Linked DNA regions of Hordeum vulgare: region 2 is linked to region 1. The links are chromatin contacts, called in public Hi-C maps. All regions are on one chromosome and are shown on one strand. Each heading gives the region's core, a stretch centred on a gene start, on an enhancer-like site or on the middle of the called end of the contact. The rest is flanking DNA. Distances are from core to core; before and after follow the strand shown. Region 1 holds the start of LOC123444328 (subtilisin-like protease SBT5.6). Region 2 holds the start of LOC123444330.

The links. A called contact is a pair of places that touch in the nucleus more often than the background predicts.
Region 2: a contact with region 1 is called in a Hi-C map of seedling, with 2.9 times the contacts expected there. The contact joins the promoter of LOC123444330 here to the promoter of LOC123444328 in region 1. A contact is called at or near these places in 2 of 6 Hi-C or Micro-C datasets (leaf and seedling).

What each region holds. Positions count from the first base shown.
Region 1 is chr3H:470,859,235-470,867,153 of MorexV3_pseudomolecules_assembly, reverse strand. It overlaps LOC123444328 (subtilisin-like protease SBT5.6), which reads left to right and starts at 3,323. Exons shown (of 10, transcript XM_045121014.1): 1 at 3,323-3,578; 2 at 3,778-3,872; 3 at 4,039-4,136; 4 at 4,420-4,593; 5 at 4,690-4,801; 6 at 7,271-7,835. The coding sequence starts at 3,471.
Region 2 is chr3H:471,143,212-471,151,130 of MorexV3_pseudomolecules_assembly, reverse strand. LOC123444330 reads right to left here and starts at 3,458. Exons shown (of 3, transcript XM_045121015.1): 1 at 2,868-3,458; 2 at 2,581-2,749; 3 at 1,916-2,191. The coding sequence starts at 3,410. The coding sequence ends at 2,582.

The DNA.
Region 1 (7,919 bases), core at 2,074-4,573:
GGTACGAAAGGAGATGACAGAGTCCTAGCTACGGCAAGCTTGTACGCAAGATGTATGAGTTCAGGCCCTCTCGTGGAGGTAAGCCCTACGTATCATTACTCTTGAGCTCTTGCGGTGTGGAATATGTGTTACAGGGAGTACGAACCCTTGTGCCAGAGGGGATGAGTGACTTATATAGAGTGCGCTACCCCTCATCAAGGCCCAGCATCTAAGGGTTCGATCAATAGAGTTTAAATGTGTATGTTACTGATAACGTGCGTAATTAATGCTATTCATGATGAACAGCCGAACACTCGCATGTTGGCTTCCTTGGAGTGGCTTCTGGTCTTCTGCGTCGAATGGTTTCTTCCGAGTGGAAGTTGGTTGTCAAGTGAAGGGGAAAATACTCTGAGTGATTGCTTACCAAGTGACTTAGACGCCATGGCTATCCAATCAGAATCTTCCTTGTGACCTTCAAGTTAATAATGAGATACCCTTAGGTAGGACATCTGGGTCAGGCTTGTGACCCTATCCTAGATACATATCCCCATTACACACAACAAATTTCAAAATATTTGGAGCAGCCAATATTTAATGGTAAATTTTAAACTCCAACTCAAATACAATATGAGTTAATTCAAAAATCCAAGATGGCTAGGCAAAATGTGCGTCACCTCTGGTTGTTGTTTCCAACATTATCCAAAAATCATGGACATTTTTTAAGGCCATTTTGGGTTCACAGAAAATGTTTAAATTTAAACCTAACTGAATTAATTATCTACTAGGGTTTCTTCAATCCTCATTTCGAAGTTTCAAAAATGTAATCATGATGCCAAGATGTTAATGCAACTAATTACAAACAATTCTAAGGCTATGACAATCTCCAACGCTGACCCACAAAACGGGCACCCCGTCTTCGTTTGCAGACATGGACAAGTCGGTGGACCCTGCGGGAGCCAGCCATCCAACGATGCTCGCATACATTTGACCCCATTTTTTGAAGTATGCATGTTCAAATAGACGCATACATAGTTCTAATTTTAAAAAAGTTTAAATATCACACTCCAACATCGTTGTCGCCCTTGACCGCCCACAAATGCTCAATTAGATCTTCCTTTAGTTGCTCATGAGTCGCTCGATGCCGAATTTATTGATGCATTTGAACAAGCTCTTCAAATGTAGACGGATTCTGGTCGGAAAGTTTGATAGGATCCTCCATGTTCTCAAATTCAAGAGTTGTGGCAGCATCCTCAGCTCATCCTTCACAATCATGTTGTGCATGATCACACAACAGGTCATCACCTCCCACAAGATCTCCAGATCCCTTTTTTAGCAGGTCCACCAACAAGTGCAAAACGTGCTTGCTGAACTCCAAATACCCTCTCAACATCCTTTCTAGTCGCTTCATGTCTTTCGACAAAGTGATATTTTTTCTGTCCAACTGGGTTAGAGATGGTGTTGACACACATAGGATAGATATCGTCAACCAGATAGTAGCCCATGTTGTAATCATGTCGATTAACAGTATAGTGGCAAGGAGGAGCTTTTCCTTCAGTCATCTTAGCAAACAATGGTGGTCGCTGCAGCACATTGTAGCGCCAAAGAAAGCGTGCCAAATCCAAAGATCATGTGATGCAACTTCTTTAAGAATGATGGTGGGCTTCTAAACATGACTCTCGTATTGCCCTTCTAAAGCTTTGAGACCGTTCTTCCATTTCCAATGCATATAGTCAAGAGATTCGACTAAACCTGGCCACCCTCTTTCTTTCGAGATTTCAAAGATCCTCCCGGTGTCTACCAAGTTACTTCTCTCAGGTTTTGAGGTTGAAACACCTCGACCACGACAGTTGCACACCTGACCATGGCATCTTCGCATGTACTCTCAAACATTCATAGGTAGTAGTCCCACGATTCAACAGCCGTGCATGCAAGCATCTTCAGTGTGTGAGTGCACTTCTGGTAACGAAAGAACCCAATCCTTCCCATGACGTCTTTCTTCAAGATGACGTAGTCATCAAAGGACTGGACGCCATGGTAGAGAAGACCGAAAACGTTTTTGCGCATCCGAAAGTGCCTGTGAATATTGTGAGCGAAGAAGGCATCCAGGGAAAACTAGTCGTACATCGGCGTCAAATGGACATGCGCCCTCTTGCAGTTGAGCACTCGACGACCGTTGACCGATCCCTTGAAAATTGAGAATATCCTCCTCCGCATGCTCCACATCTACAAGGACTGCCTGCATCATCACCGTCTCATACGTGTAGTCCTCCTTATCGGACGTTTCAACATAGTGCTCGTATATGTATTCCGTATCCAAATACATTGCTTCAAAGAAGAAGGGACGAAGAAATTAGCTTGGGTAATTCACCGAACAATTGCCGGGCATTGTGGGTATCATAAGAGCATATGGTACCTGCGAGGCGGTCGAAGGAGAGTTTTGGGACGGAGGCGGAGGAGAAGTGGCATGGAGCCCAGGTGTACAGTTGGAGGTGAGAGACTCGTCAAGTTTTGACAAGGGTGTGGCGCTGCAGTGAGGGTGGTGGAGCAACGACACAGGCTAGATATAAAAGTGATGAAGAGACAAAGATGAAGGGATGGAGGCGCGGGCTCGAGAAGGGGTTTTGGGGGTTGGCCAAGGGTGTCGAAGCCCTACATGGATGCTATCCGGACTCCAACAAAGCCCTCCCCCCCCACCCCCCACCACACACACACACAAAGTTGTCTCGGATTAACCAAAAAAATATGTGTGGTCATCCATGTTGGATGGCTAAACACGTCCGGACGGTTACATTGAGAGTCCGCTTTGAAGATGCCCTTCTCAAGCATTTAACATACCATTGGCCTCGAGTGTTCTCACTAAATTGACACATATTGTTTAGATAATTTGTACCTACACTTTCCATTTAACTCCACTATTTCTCCATCATATGGACGATATAGCTGGTTTTCTTTTATCTGCTATTTCAAAACACTTATTTCTTAAAATTCTTACTACACTGCACGCGGGGTGCACATATTATTAGTAATACCATAATAAGTGTGTGTTTTCCTGAATGCGGTGAAGAACACAAGTGACTTTTCTCTAACAAAGTAAAAATACAGATAAGACAGTAGTGGGTGCGATTGCAGTGTCAGACTAGCTCTTTTTGTTCTTGCTGAAAATGCCAAGAATGCAGAGTATATGTATCCAATCCAGACCAAACTATCCAAGTTAAATAAGTCATCACAGCTTCAAGTTGAGGCTAGGGAAGATTCTTCCTCCAAAAGGGAAAAAAAGGAATACTGGGAAGAAAGCAAAAAATTACAAACAATATAATACAAGAAGCAAAAGATGGTATCGTCTTAGAGGGCGAGAGACAATCAAACTATTCCACCGTGTCCCTTTTGCCCGATCCATCGCCTCGCCACAGAACCTCTGTCTGTAACTCTGTATAGTGCATATATAAACAGCCTCCAAGCCGTGGAAACACGGAGGGAGATACGGCGTTCCGATGGAGGCGACAGGAGGAGGCAGCGGACGACCGGCCATGTCCGGACTTCTCTTCTTCCTCTTCCTCTTCTCCTTCCTCACTGCCTCAGCCTCTACCAAGCAAGGCCAGGTCATCATCTCAATCAATCCATTTTTCGCTGTTAATCAACAGATTTCTCACGGGTTTAGTTCGACTAGTTCATGGCCGGCACGGTCCTGCCGTTCATGATGCTTCTGTTTCGCTTAACTCCCTACGCTTAATTCTGTGTGAGCTGCGTGCTCTGCAGAAGGGACGGATTACTAAACTTTCATATCGCCGTTGTGGACAGGTCTATATAGTGTATCTGGGCGAGCACGCAGGAGAGAAGTCGAAGGAAACTGTCCTTGATGATCACCATGCCCTCCTCCTCTCCGTCAAGGGCAGGTACATACATACTCGTTACATACACAGCCATTAATGAATGCATGCATGCGTAGTTGCGTACATACATGTGGCAGTGGCAGCGCCGGATACTGGGATACTAGCGAGTCCGGCTTCGTGTACAAGTCGCAGCTAACCATTCACGCGCTCTTTTTCCCTCGTTCACCAGCGAGGAGGAGGCGCGGGCGTCGCTGCTGTACAGCTACAAGCACAGCCTGAATGGCTTCGCGGCTCTTCTCTCCGATGATGAAGCCACAAAGCTTTCAGGTAGTGTCTACAGTGACACCAGGGATTTTCTCAAAAATGGATGCACGATAAATACTCCGTCCGTTCCTAAATATAAGACATTTTAGAGATTACACTATGAACTACATACGCATGTACATAGACATATTTTAGAATATACATTCACTTATTTTGCTCCGTGTATAGTCTTTTAGTGGAATCTCTAAAAGGGAGTAATACTGTATTGTGATTTGTCTATCACTGTTGGTATATGTCCTTGTTCGTCTGGCTCATGCCATGCATGTGGAGTTTCCTGCTCCTGCAGAGAGGACTGAGGTGGTGTCTACCTTTCGGAGCGACGGGAGGTGGTCCCCACACACCACGAGGTCTTGGGAGTTTGTGGGCTTGGAGGAAGGGTTCCGAGGCCTGGACAGCGGGGACTGGCTGCCGTCCGGCGCTCACGCCGGCGAGAATGTCATCGTAGGCATGCTGGACTCCGGTGAGAAGGCTCTACTGAATACTACCGAACTGCTTTGGCAAACACGGGGAGTGAAACTGAACTGCGTTGACAAGAAGCGATTGTTTGACACTACAGGGATTTGGCCGGAGTCGAGGAGCTTCGGCGACGAAGGGCTAGGGCCAGTGCCCGCGCGGTGGAAGGGAGTGTGTCAAGGAGGAGATTCCTTCAATGCCTCCTCCTGCAACAGGTCAGCTATTACTTGTAGTATGTTTTTAGGGTATAATAATCAGCTTGTATTAGTTCTTTTAGCTGGTATTAGTAGTTTATCACATACAAATTCATACTTCATGGGTACCTTGTTATTGCTGGAAGATTGGTTGGTCGGTCTATTCAGGCTAGTATATTCTTGCTGGAAATAGGGGACATATGCACGGCCTCTTGCCGTATTCCATCGTGTGACCATATGGATATCGATCACTTCGTCAAACTAAAAATCAGAACAATATCGAACTAAGACAACAAAACAAAACAAAAGGCAGACATACATGCAGTGCATCAACCTATGATTGCGATGACAAGACAGTGACGACTGACGACCAAAGGAGAACCACCACGCGCGCGCACACACACACATAGCCAAGCCAGTCCACGACGTCGATGTATCCAAACTAGAATCTCCGGCGTGGGTGGCTGCACGCTTCAACCGGGACCAGACCGTGGACGTCCGAACAAAAACCCGAGATGGCGGGCCAGCTCGGGAGCAAGACTCCAGCTTGGCGCCTTGCCGGCCGAGTCCTGCAGGGCTGCAGTGCACAGCTTGTTTTATAATCTCTGCCTGCATGGCTTAGAGCATCTCCAACAGGCGCGCAAAAAGCCGCGCACGCTAAAAAACGCCAGTTTACCGCGCGCGGGACTGAAATGCGCGCTCCAGCGGCGGCGGGAAAAAACCGCGCGCGAGGGAACCGCTAGCGCGCGCGAAAAGGCGGCAGCCCGTGCGTCATTTTTGCGGCGCCGCGTCCCGCGCGTGCCATAAAAGGCAGCGCGCTGCCCTGCCTCTCGTGCCGCGTTCTCTCTTCTCTCTTCCTCTGCCGCTCGCGCCGCCGTCGCGTTCTCCCTGCCTCTCGCGCCGCGCTCTCTCTCCCTTCTCGCGCTGCCACCGCCGCCGACGAGCCACCATGCCGCCGCGCCGCCGGTCTGCATCGGGCTACCGCGGCGTTCGCCAGCGCCCCAACGGCGGGTTCTACGCCGAGATACGCTCCGGCGATCTCCGGCTGAGCCTCGGCACGTACGACACGACGCACGAGGCCGCCCGCGCGTTCGACGCGGCGGCGTGGCGCCTAGGCAGGCCGCGACTGCAGATGAACTTCCCCGACGTCCGCACGCTCCAGCAGGCATTAGACCTCGCCCCGCCGCCTCGCCTTAACTCCGCACAAGACCGTGCGGAGCACACTGCGATGCAGCGCCACCTCCTCGTCGCCCAGGAGGACGAGCGGGTCATGGCGGAGTGGCGCCGGCGCCACCCGGAAGACGTCGCCTACGAGCAGGAGTACTGGGACCGGCGTCGCGAGGAGGACACGCGCCGGCGCCGCGAGGAGCGGTTGGATAGACGTCGTCGGAAGGCTTTGGCGTGTGCGCATGCCGACCTCGTCAATGCAGGCGGGAGTTCCTTCTTCACTGAAGAAGATGAACGATGGTTTGACATTTGGCTGTCAACCTCCGACGACACCGACGACAATGGTGATGCAGATGACTGGAGCGACTAGGATTAGTATTTTTTTTATCAAACTATCTAGCACCGAACTATCTATCTATGTTTTCGAACTACCTATCTAGTTGCTATCTATGTAAAATAACTTTGTATCTTTTTTATTTAAATGCAATCTATTTATTAAAAAAAATTGTGCGAGCTGCATCTTTGGGCACTGCTGGAGCGGCGTGCGCGATGCATTATAGCGCGGCTGTTGGAGCCAGCGCTGCGCGACGCGCAAAACCAGACGACCAGCGCACGATAAAGTCGTTTTTTAGGCGCCTGTTGGAGATGGTCTTAGCAGCAGACGTACAAACAGTCTGCGGTAGAGTAGTTTTCTCTCTGATGATGCAGCTGCGGCAGCAGATTAGGTAGCATCCCGTGACGCCTTCCTCGCAGTCCGTGTAAAACGAGATCCCAGTCAGTCTGAAAGCGTCAGATGTTGCTCCCTCGAGAGCTGCAGAAAACTTGACGCGCAATTATGCAAACTTGTTTACTCAGCTGTTATTTCATAGGCCAAATCAGATGACTGTTAACCTCATCTTTGCGTCACTGTGCTTGTCCACACGTTTGTTAGATATAGGCCTGTTTGTTTGAGAAGTCATGGGACTTTTTTTTAGTCCCAACTTAAAAGTCCCTAGTCCTTACCCGTTTGTTTTCAGGGACTAAATAGAGACTAGAGGTCATTAAATGATATGTAAAAAGACCATGTTATCCTTAGTAATGTAGTAGTAGTTATTAAATTACATGCTAAAAGTAGGGACATTGTTGGAAAAAATGCCAAAAAGTCCCAAAAAGTCCCTTACATAGGTACTTCTTCAAATAGTCACAAACACCCCACTTTAGTCCCTAAAAGTCCCTTCTGTTTGTTTTACATAGGACTTTTTTTAGTCCCTACACCAAAAAGTCCTGAAAACAAACACCACCATAGAGAGATTAAAGTTCATACGTACGTACACCGGCACGCAGGAAGGTGATCGGCGCGCGGTACTACCTCAAGGCCTACGAGACCCACCACGGCAGGCTGAACGCCACGAACGCGTACCGCTCGCCGCGCGACCACGACGGCCACGGCACCCACACCGCGTCCACCGTCGCGGGCCGGGCCGTGCCGGGCGTGGCGGCGCTCGGGGGGTTCGCGGCCGGCGCGGCCTCGGGCGGGGCGCCGCTCGCCCGCCTCGCCATCTACAAGGTCTGCTGGCCCATCCCGGGGCCCAACCCAAACATCGAGAACACATGCTTCGACGCCGACATGCTCGCCGCCATGGACGACGCGGTCGGCGACGGCGTCGACGTGATGAGCGTCTCCATCGGGTCCTCCGGGAAGCCTCCACGGCTGCCGGACGACGGCATCGCCGTCGGCGCGCTGCACGCAGCCAGGCACGGCGTGGTCGTCGTGTGCAGCGGCGGGAACTCTGGCCCCGCGCCGGCCACCGTGTCCAACCTTGCGCCGTGGATACTCACGGTCGGCGCCAGCAGCATCGACCGCTCTTTCAACTCGCCCATCAGGCTTGGCAATGGCATGGTGATCATGGTAAGCGACTAAGAAGTTTCATGTCACGTAAGGTACGTTGTTTTTTGTTTTCCTCTAAAATGACTGACGCGTGATTTGCCGTAC
Region 2 (7,919 bases), core at 2,209-4,708, 280 kb before region 1:
TGTTTTAGTATTTACATACATCCATTTTTAGAAAAAAACAAAGACAAGAATTTTGGAACGGAGGGAGTAGTAACCAAAACTGTTGGGAATAGATGGAACACAGCGACCTTGACCTCAGCAAAAAAGCAAAATTAATCCAAGCTCGTTAATTTGCAGTTGCGCATCATTACTAGGAAAATGATGATAAATGATGATATACTATGCCCTTGTGGAGGAGACTTTGCTCGAGACCGATCGATGGAAGATGACCGGCGCCAAAGCAGCCAAAGCAACCAGGAGTCTGCCTCTGGATACGAGCCCCCATGACCTGCAGCTATAGCTGTTGAAGTATAAGTATTGCCCTGGTTTTGCTTTCTTCTTTTGGGGGCTTTTATAGTTTTTTAGGGGTTTCATAATAATAATATAGACTTCGTTTGGCTGCCTTTTCAGTTTATTGATTTTATTTCATGTTAGTTTGTATAATTTTGTGCCTTCTCACCACCCTTCTTCCAATACATCTAATATTAAATGACATGCATGTTGATACGGTTCAAGAAAATAATGTTGATGTCGTACTATGCTAGAAGTGCACAAAACACAACATTTATGTTTCTGAAAGTGGTATACAAATCTTAACTAACCACTTGTCATCCTGTCTGTAATTCTAGCAGTACATCAATCATACAGGAGGCACATAACAACAGCACTAATTAACAAAGTGACCTTTCAGCAACAAGGGAAACTAAATTAGGTGTCTCAATCGCAAATCTAATAAAAAATCAAAGTTAAAATCCGCAGTTATCTCAGGAATACAGCAAATTTACTGATCATATCTCTTCCCTAGGTTCCTCAAAAAGAAAAAAACTTCACTACAGCAGCTTTGCATTTCAACTATCTAGCTGAACTCATGGATCAAACGAAAGAAATGCTTATTCTTTCCTAAATTTGCTTCATTTTTTTTTCCTTTTCCCTTGCAAGGTGTAATGAGTCTTTCAAGTTCAACCGAGACAACTTATATCCATGTTATTATTTTTGGGTTACCTGCCCGTATCTTTTACATCACAATGTTATATTATCCAGAAAGGAAGTCCGGTGGATCTTGCATGGCCTTATAGCCATAAAAATGTGATTGAATATGTTGTTCTCTGACATTATTCATGACAAATTTACATCACGATTTTCTCAGCACTGTAGTTCAAATTATGAACGTGACACTCAGGTACGTACTTAGTAAAGTGCAACCTGACTACCTTTATTTTAAAAATTCCTCAACTTTACTAACAAGGTCAAGGTCATACCTGAAGAGGTTTCCACGTGGAATGTTCAGAAGTACTGTATTGACAAGGTAATCTGAGAGGTAACAGAATGACTTGTGAGATTTCACTAGAGGGTTCCGAAGTTTAGTAACACGAAGGCCCATGTATCAACCTGTATATACAGTTATGCACATAATGGTAGCAACACAATAGGTATTCTTAGAGATGTGGGCATGTTTGCTAATAGGGCACCAGGCAGTCAGGCACACACAAGCTGATGTATTCCCTCCACGCATATGGATGCCATGTCAGCAGAAACGTGGTCATTTCAGGACTGGTGAGGAGTTAAAACAACGACAGTCAAGAACTGGTGTTTGGACTTCGGAAAGAAAGAGGAAAGCATAAATAGTGCGCTGTGCAAGCAGTTGCCCATGGTAGATGTTGTAGGTCAATTAGTCTTTAGTTTTAGAATTCTTTCCTATGGATGAAGGACCTGAAATAAAGGGAATCTCGTAATTTATTAAAATAAAAAAATCTACTTTGCAACAAAGTTGTTTTTTAACAGGAAAATGCTTATATGGATCCTGAAATGGAAAAGACACTAGTGACAAAAGTCTTGCAACCATCTAAAAGGTATCACTTAGCAAAAGCAGCACTCCAAAGTCAACTGAGGCAGAATGGACACAAGGAACACAATTTTATTAGACTATTACAACCACAGTTAAAGCTATAATGTCATTAAACAGCAGGATTAATTTTTCTGCTCATGAACAACTGGACATGATAAGGCAGCTTAACCTTTTTCCGAAGAGATAAGATAGCTTAACATGATGCGCTGTATGCAGAGTCGCCAAACCGGAGCAGCTTTAATTGTGTAGGTGAACTGTTTGATCTGAAGCATTCTCCATCGGTGGAGGACAGAATGGACTAGCTGCACTTTCTTGGTTAGGACTCACCTGCTTGGATATGGTAGTATGGTTAGTGATTCTTGTACGGGACAGATCACGTATGTTCAGCTACTGCAAGAAGGGTTATCTGCTTATAATTTATAGCCAGTAATCTGCTGGATCTTTCGAAGACCTATTTTCAACTACAAAACAGAACATGCTCCAAAATACTCTGCAATTACTATTAGTTTCAACAGCCAAGAGGTCATGTATGGACTATGCATCCTACATTGTTCACACATCCACTCTCTCAAATGCTTATCAGTAACGGGATGCTGATTTGATTCCGTGGTAGGATGTATAACCGCTATAGGATCCAAAATTCTAAACTGAAAGCAAATAAGCAGGAATGTGATAGTTCAAAGGAAAGAGAAGTGAAACACAAGGTGTCATCAAACCTCAGAGTTCACTGTGGCCTGAAGAAGCCCTTGAAGCACCAAACATGAGATCTTTGGCAATGATAAGCAAGCCCTCCAAATCTCTCGCTCCCACCTGCAGGCAATCCTTCAGCAACCCCCCTTCCTCCACCTCCCACTTCAGATCCAACACCACCTCCCTTAGCGGCCCCTAAACACAAATATACATATTTACCGAGTGAGCATTGCAATATGATTCGTTGGATGACCTAGTCACCAAGTTATTTCTCAAAGAAGAAGAAGAAGAAGAAGAAGACCAAATCATGTACCTGCTCGGAGAAGGCAGAGAGGAGGCCGTTTAGGAGCTGAGTAGCGGCCGATAGGAGGTCACCGTAATTACGGCGCAGCCACTGGGCCGCATCGACGGGTGAATTTAGGCGCGAGGCCTCCGCCGCAGCGGCGAGGAGGCGGGCGGCGGCAGTGGCGCAGGAGAAGCCGCATCCGGCGACGGAGGAGAAAGCGTAGTGTCGGAGGTAGTCCCAGCCGAGGGCCCACGCACCGCGGGAGGAGAGAAGGGATAGGTGCGAGGCAATTCGGCGAGCACGGGCAGCGGCAGCGGCGTCCCCGCGGTCGGCGCGGGCGACCGCGATGCGGGTGAGGAGGGAGTGGGAGAGGGAGAGGAGGGAGGCGACCTCGCGCAGTGGGACGCGAAGCGCGTAAGTGCGGGGAGGAGTTGGGAAGACGAGTAGGAGGACGATGGCTATGAGAGGGAGAGGCGGATGGGAACAAGATGCTCGCCGGCGGCGTGAAGCCCCGGCTAAGGTCATCAAGGGCGGCGGGGGGCAAGGAGGGGGATTAGAGCAAGTAGTCATTCCCCTCCTTTTTCGCTGTTTGGAGAACTACTCACGTAGGAAGTCTGTTTCTCATTTGGCACGGAAAAATCTTGACTTCTGTCGGTACTGGATGATGCCCCGCTGCCGCGGGAACCTGGTTAAAAAATTATAGATAAATGATTTTTTTTGTTTTTAAATATTTATAGTTGAAGAGAACTAATTAAAGTCGAAGAGAACTAGTAGAAGACTAAAGTTAATGAAAAAACAACTTATGACTCCATGCACGAGTGATATGTTTGGAAAACTCTTTATTTCAGCCGACTGATCCGTCGCTAGAATAAACCGCTGCGTGCGCGTCTATCTGGCCATGGGCCGGGCCGGGCCGGGCCTCGGCCCAGGCCCCAACAAGCCCAAGGCGTGCAGATAAGACCCAGGCCCATGAAAATACTACGTTTCTCAGGCCCATGCCCTCCCAACGCAGAAAGTCCGAAAGCCCTAAGCCCTTCCAAAGGCCCTTGACATTATAATGAAAGTACATGTCCAGAAAAATAAACAGAATAGATAGCAGCACAGCAACACCAAAACAGCAGTAAAGAGCATTGTTTTCGCATCAAAAAGTATCAAAACATTCCAGTTTCGAGTTTGTAGAAACATAAATGCATAAATGTATTATTACAGGCCAGATAGTCAATTCATAGAACTCTACAAAATGTTGGATCGTGGATGGTTACATCTCGACATGCCTTCTCCACTTCTTCTACTCATCTGGTTCAGCACCCTCTAGGCCTTCTAGTTCATGCGGATCCATGTCAAATCTATATCAACATCAAGAAATCTATATCAACAGCAGCAACTATACCCATTGTTTTAGAAATCGTCTATCATTATACAACAGCGAAATCATCTACACATTCACACTTATATTCATGTACACCAGCAAAATCATCTACCATTGTTCTATGTACAGCAGCAAGAAACTACATTCGTCCGGCTTGGTGGAGGAGGTCGGCTTGGTGGAGGAGATGTGGCGACCGGCGAGGCTTCGTCCGGCTTGGTGAAGGAGATGTGGCGACCGGCGGGGTTTCGTCCTGCTCCGTGCGGTGGTAGATGTGGCGACCGGCGAGCAGAACGCGACGGAAGCGGTGGCTGGAGGTAGGACGAGGCGGGTGCGGTGTAGTTGGGGAGAGGCAGACGGCCGCCGGCGCTGTAGTTGGGGAGAGGCAGATGGACGGCCGGCGGTGCAGGCTTAGGTTGGAGATGGATCGGCCACCGCCGCCATGTAACACGCGCAGAGGAGAGAGGATAGAGGGGCTGGACCGCTGGAGCCTCGAGGCGTGCGGTGCGTTTTGATGGAGTCGTGGAGACTGGTCTAGGGTTTCCTTCGGGCTGTTGGGCTCTTGATTGTTTGCTGCGAGAGGGCTGGCCGGGCCGATTTTTGCTCTATTCTTGAAGCCCAGGCCCGGCCCCAATAACTGCTAGGGCCTACTTTTCAGGCCCAGGCCTGGCCCAATGATCAGGCCAGGCCCTCCCAGTCCCCGTTTTCTCGTCAGCCCAATGACTGGTTTGTCATTGGCCCACTCCCTCTTCCGTCTCCTCCGTCTCATCTTGCATCGTCTTTTCCTTGACTGAATCCTCCCCGCTCTGCTTTTCCTCTTAGCCAATGCTCTCCGATTCACTTTCTCTCAACCAACGTGAGACTGGTGAGAGGCACTCCTCCAACTACCTGCATGCACAAGGTCCTGCACCTGTTGCAAGTGGAGAACGCATCTCCTGCTTCAATGAGAGAGTGATTCACCGCGGCACCATCGAAGCTGCAATCACTCCTTGTGTTGCAGACCGCTGCGCCGACGGGTGCTACCAAGCCAGTCAACGAACGGGAGCACTGGTGCTACGAGGCCAACCGGTGGAGATTGTGACGCCGCTCGCCTACATCAGCAATGGTGTTGCAAGGTGAGCTATCTCCTACGTTGCGGGCGAGCTAATAGCTGACACTCATGGCTGCTGCAATGAAGCATAACCGGGGTTGTGCTGTGATGGCCGGATCATATCGTCGGGGCGCGTGATGCCGCAATGGAGCATCGTTGGGGCGCACGGTGAGCTGCAATGGAACGCCACAGGGGTCGTCAATGTTTCGATGGGAGCTGCAATGGAGCATTGTCGGGGCCGTTGATGTTGTGATGGAGCTACAATGGAACGCCGTCGGGTAGTCCATGTTGCAATGGAGCGCTGTCGGGTCGTCGATGCTTAGATGGGAGCTACAATGGAGCGCCTCCGGGCCCGTCGGTTCTATGTTAGATCTTAGCCAATGCTGGAATGGAGTATCACTAAGCCATCGATGCTGCCATGGCGAGCTATTGCGAGTCACAGTAGCGCACCGACGAACAGGCGATGTTGGAGAAGAACGCAGTAGCAGTACTGCAAGGTATGGATACTGCATGGGCGGGACATGCCGCGTGCATTAGGTGTGGTACTAGAAGCGATCCAAGGGATGTGGTCCTTTGCATCTCAAGGCTTGCAAGGCGACTTATCCCGTGTGGGGATCAGTCGGATGATGGGTAGCAGCCGCCGATATGTTTTGCATGAAGAGGTTAATGAAAAAAATCTTTGAAGCATAAACAATTTACCAAGCATAAATATGATGCTTACGAAGCATGGATAATTGGAAGACCTTTAAGAATCTTTGAAGCATAAACAATTTACGAATGATGCATAATAATTGGAAATGGAAAGCAACAACTAGTACTAGAAAGAATGCTCAAAATACATATGCTTAAGAATAAATATTTCAAAGCATGGTTATATTGAGGTAAATCGTATATCAGATTAGGAACCATGGATATCTCGAAGCATCAATTTCATTCGATATCAACGTAAGTCATGCCAAGTGAAAGCATAAAAAACAGAAACTAGAAATTGACAATAGTTATTGCCGACATGCAGGTGCGTCATTGTGTTCTGCAAACTAATTATATCCAAATTGATTAGTTCTATTTTTCTGCACACATATAATGAGTTCTATTTTTCTGCATGGGTTTCGATTTAGATCTGGCCGTGCGGTGGATAGTGTGGCCAGCAACGAGGTGTGAAGGAATCATGGTGTGCATCAGGTTGAATAGAGGCGACAATGTTGATGGCGATCTCAGAGGGAGGTGCATGCGGAAGAAACGAGGATGGGGAACGGGAAAGACGGATCAGATGAGAAATACAAGGGATATGCAATCATGCATGCGTGACATACGGGTGGTTAGTATCGGCGGAGAGGAATTAACATTTATTATATTATAAACACAAGGGCTAAAGTTTGATGTCTCCACCGTGGGATTGAACTGAAATCTACAGTTATGGTGTGGTCTGGCGTTGCCTTGTTACGAGACTATAGATAAGAAGTGTTTTTCTTTAAGAATAGAGGATGGCGCTCGCCAAATGTTCATGACTTGGAATGGAGCAGCACCTAGGGATGTAAACGGATCGGATTAGATCGGATAATACTCGTCTCATATCCTTAACCATATTTGTTTGTCCGATTCGGAATGGAGCGAATAATGATTAGATGCGGATTCGAATGCGGATTATATCAGACTAAAGATTCGGAGCGGAAACGAAGCGAATTCAGACCCAAAACGAACACAATATTGATGAAGATATTATCAATAATATATTTCTACAGGCAATCTATACAAAGAAAAACAATACATATATAAGTAACCAACCAGTTTGTACTTCTTATAATGAAAAAACGACACAATATTAGTAAAGATATTTTCCGTAATATATTTCTACACGCAATCTATATAGAGAAGAGCAATACATATATAAGTAATCAAGCAGTTTTTACTGTTTATAATGGGATTACTAGCTTACAAGCTCCAGTAAGCATGACCGACAGTTCTTGTACGACATGTTAACTAATACAATACGTGTTTTTAATGGGATTAATATATAGCTTACACTATAGATTCATATAATTATATTGTTCTCTAATCTATCATAAAATCCGTTTAAATAGTAGCTAAGTTAACTACTAAGTAGTATAGTACATGTTCTTGACTTTATTGGATGTGCCTGTACGTGCATGTAAGATTTTAATAAGGAATTAATTATATTATATTTGTATGAGATCTTAAAAAGAAAAATATTCCTGTACTTGGGCTAAACTTATCGAATAATTCTATTTGACAATGTCGGATAGTCCTATAAAAATACCGGATAATCCACATCCATCGGATATTGTCAATACCATATCCTCTACCATATTCGTCACATATTCGGTTGATCAAAGTCCGTATCCACCTCCATATTCGTCGGATTTATGAAAGTGCATACCATATCCTTAAAAATGGATGCGGATGCGGATTCGGAACGGATGAGTTCTTCGGACCTGTAATTCTTATGGATGTCGAATACTACATTGAGTGAGACTCGGCATGTGCATCACGCTTCTCTTTTGGGGATAATTCCTCGAAAGGTTGTGCTGCTTCGTTCGACGCGAGGCCCGTCGAACTGCATTTTATCCAAGGTATCCTCATAAATGAGGTTTAAGCTGCTGCC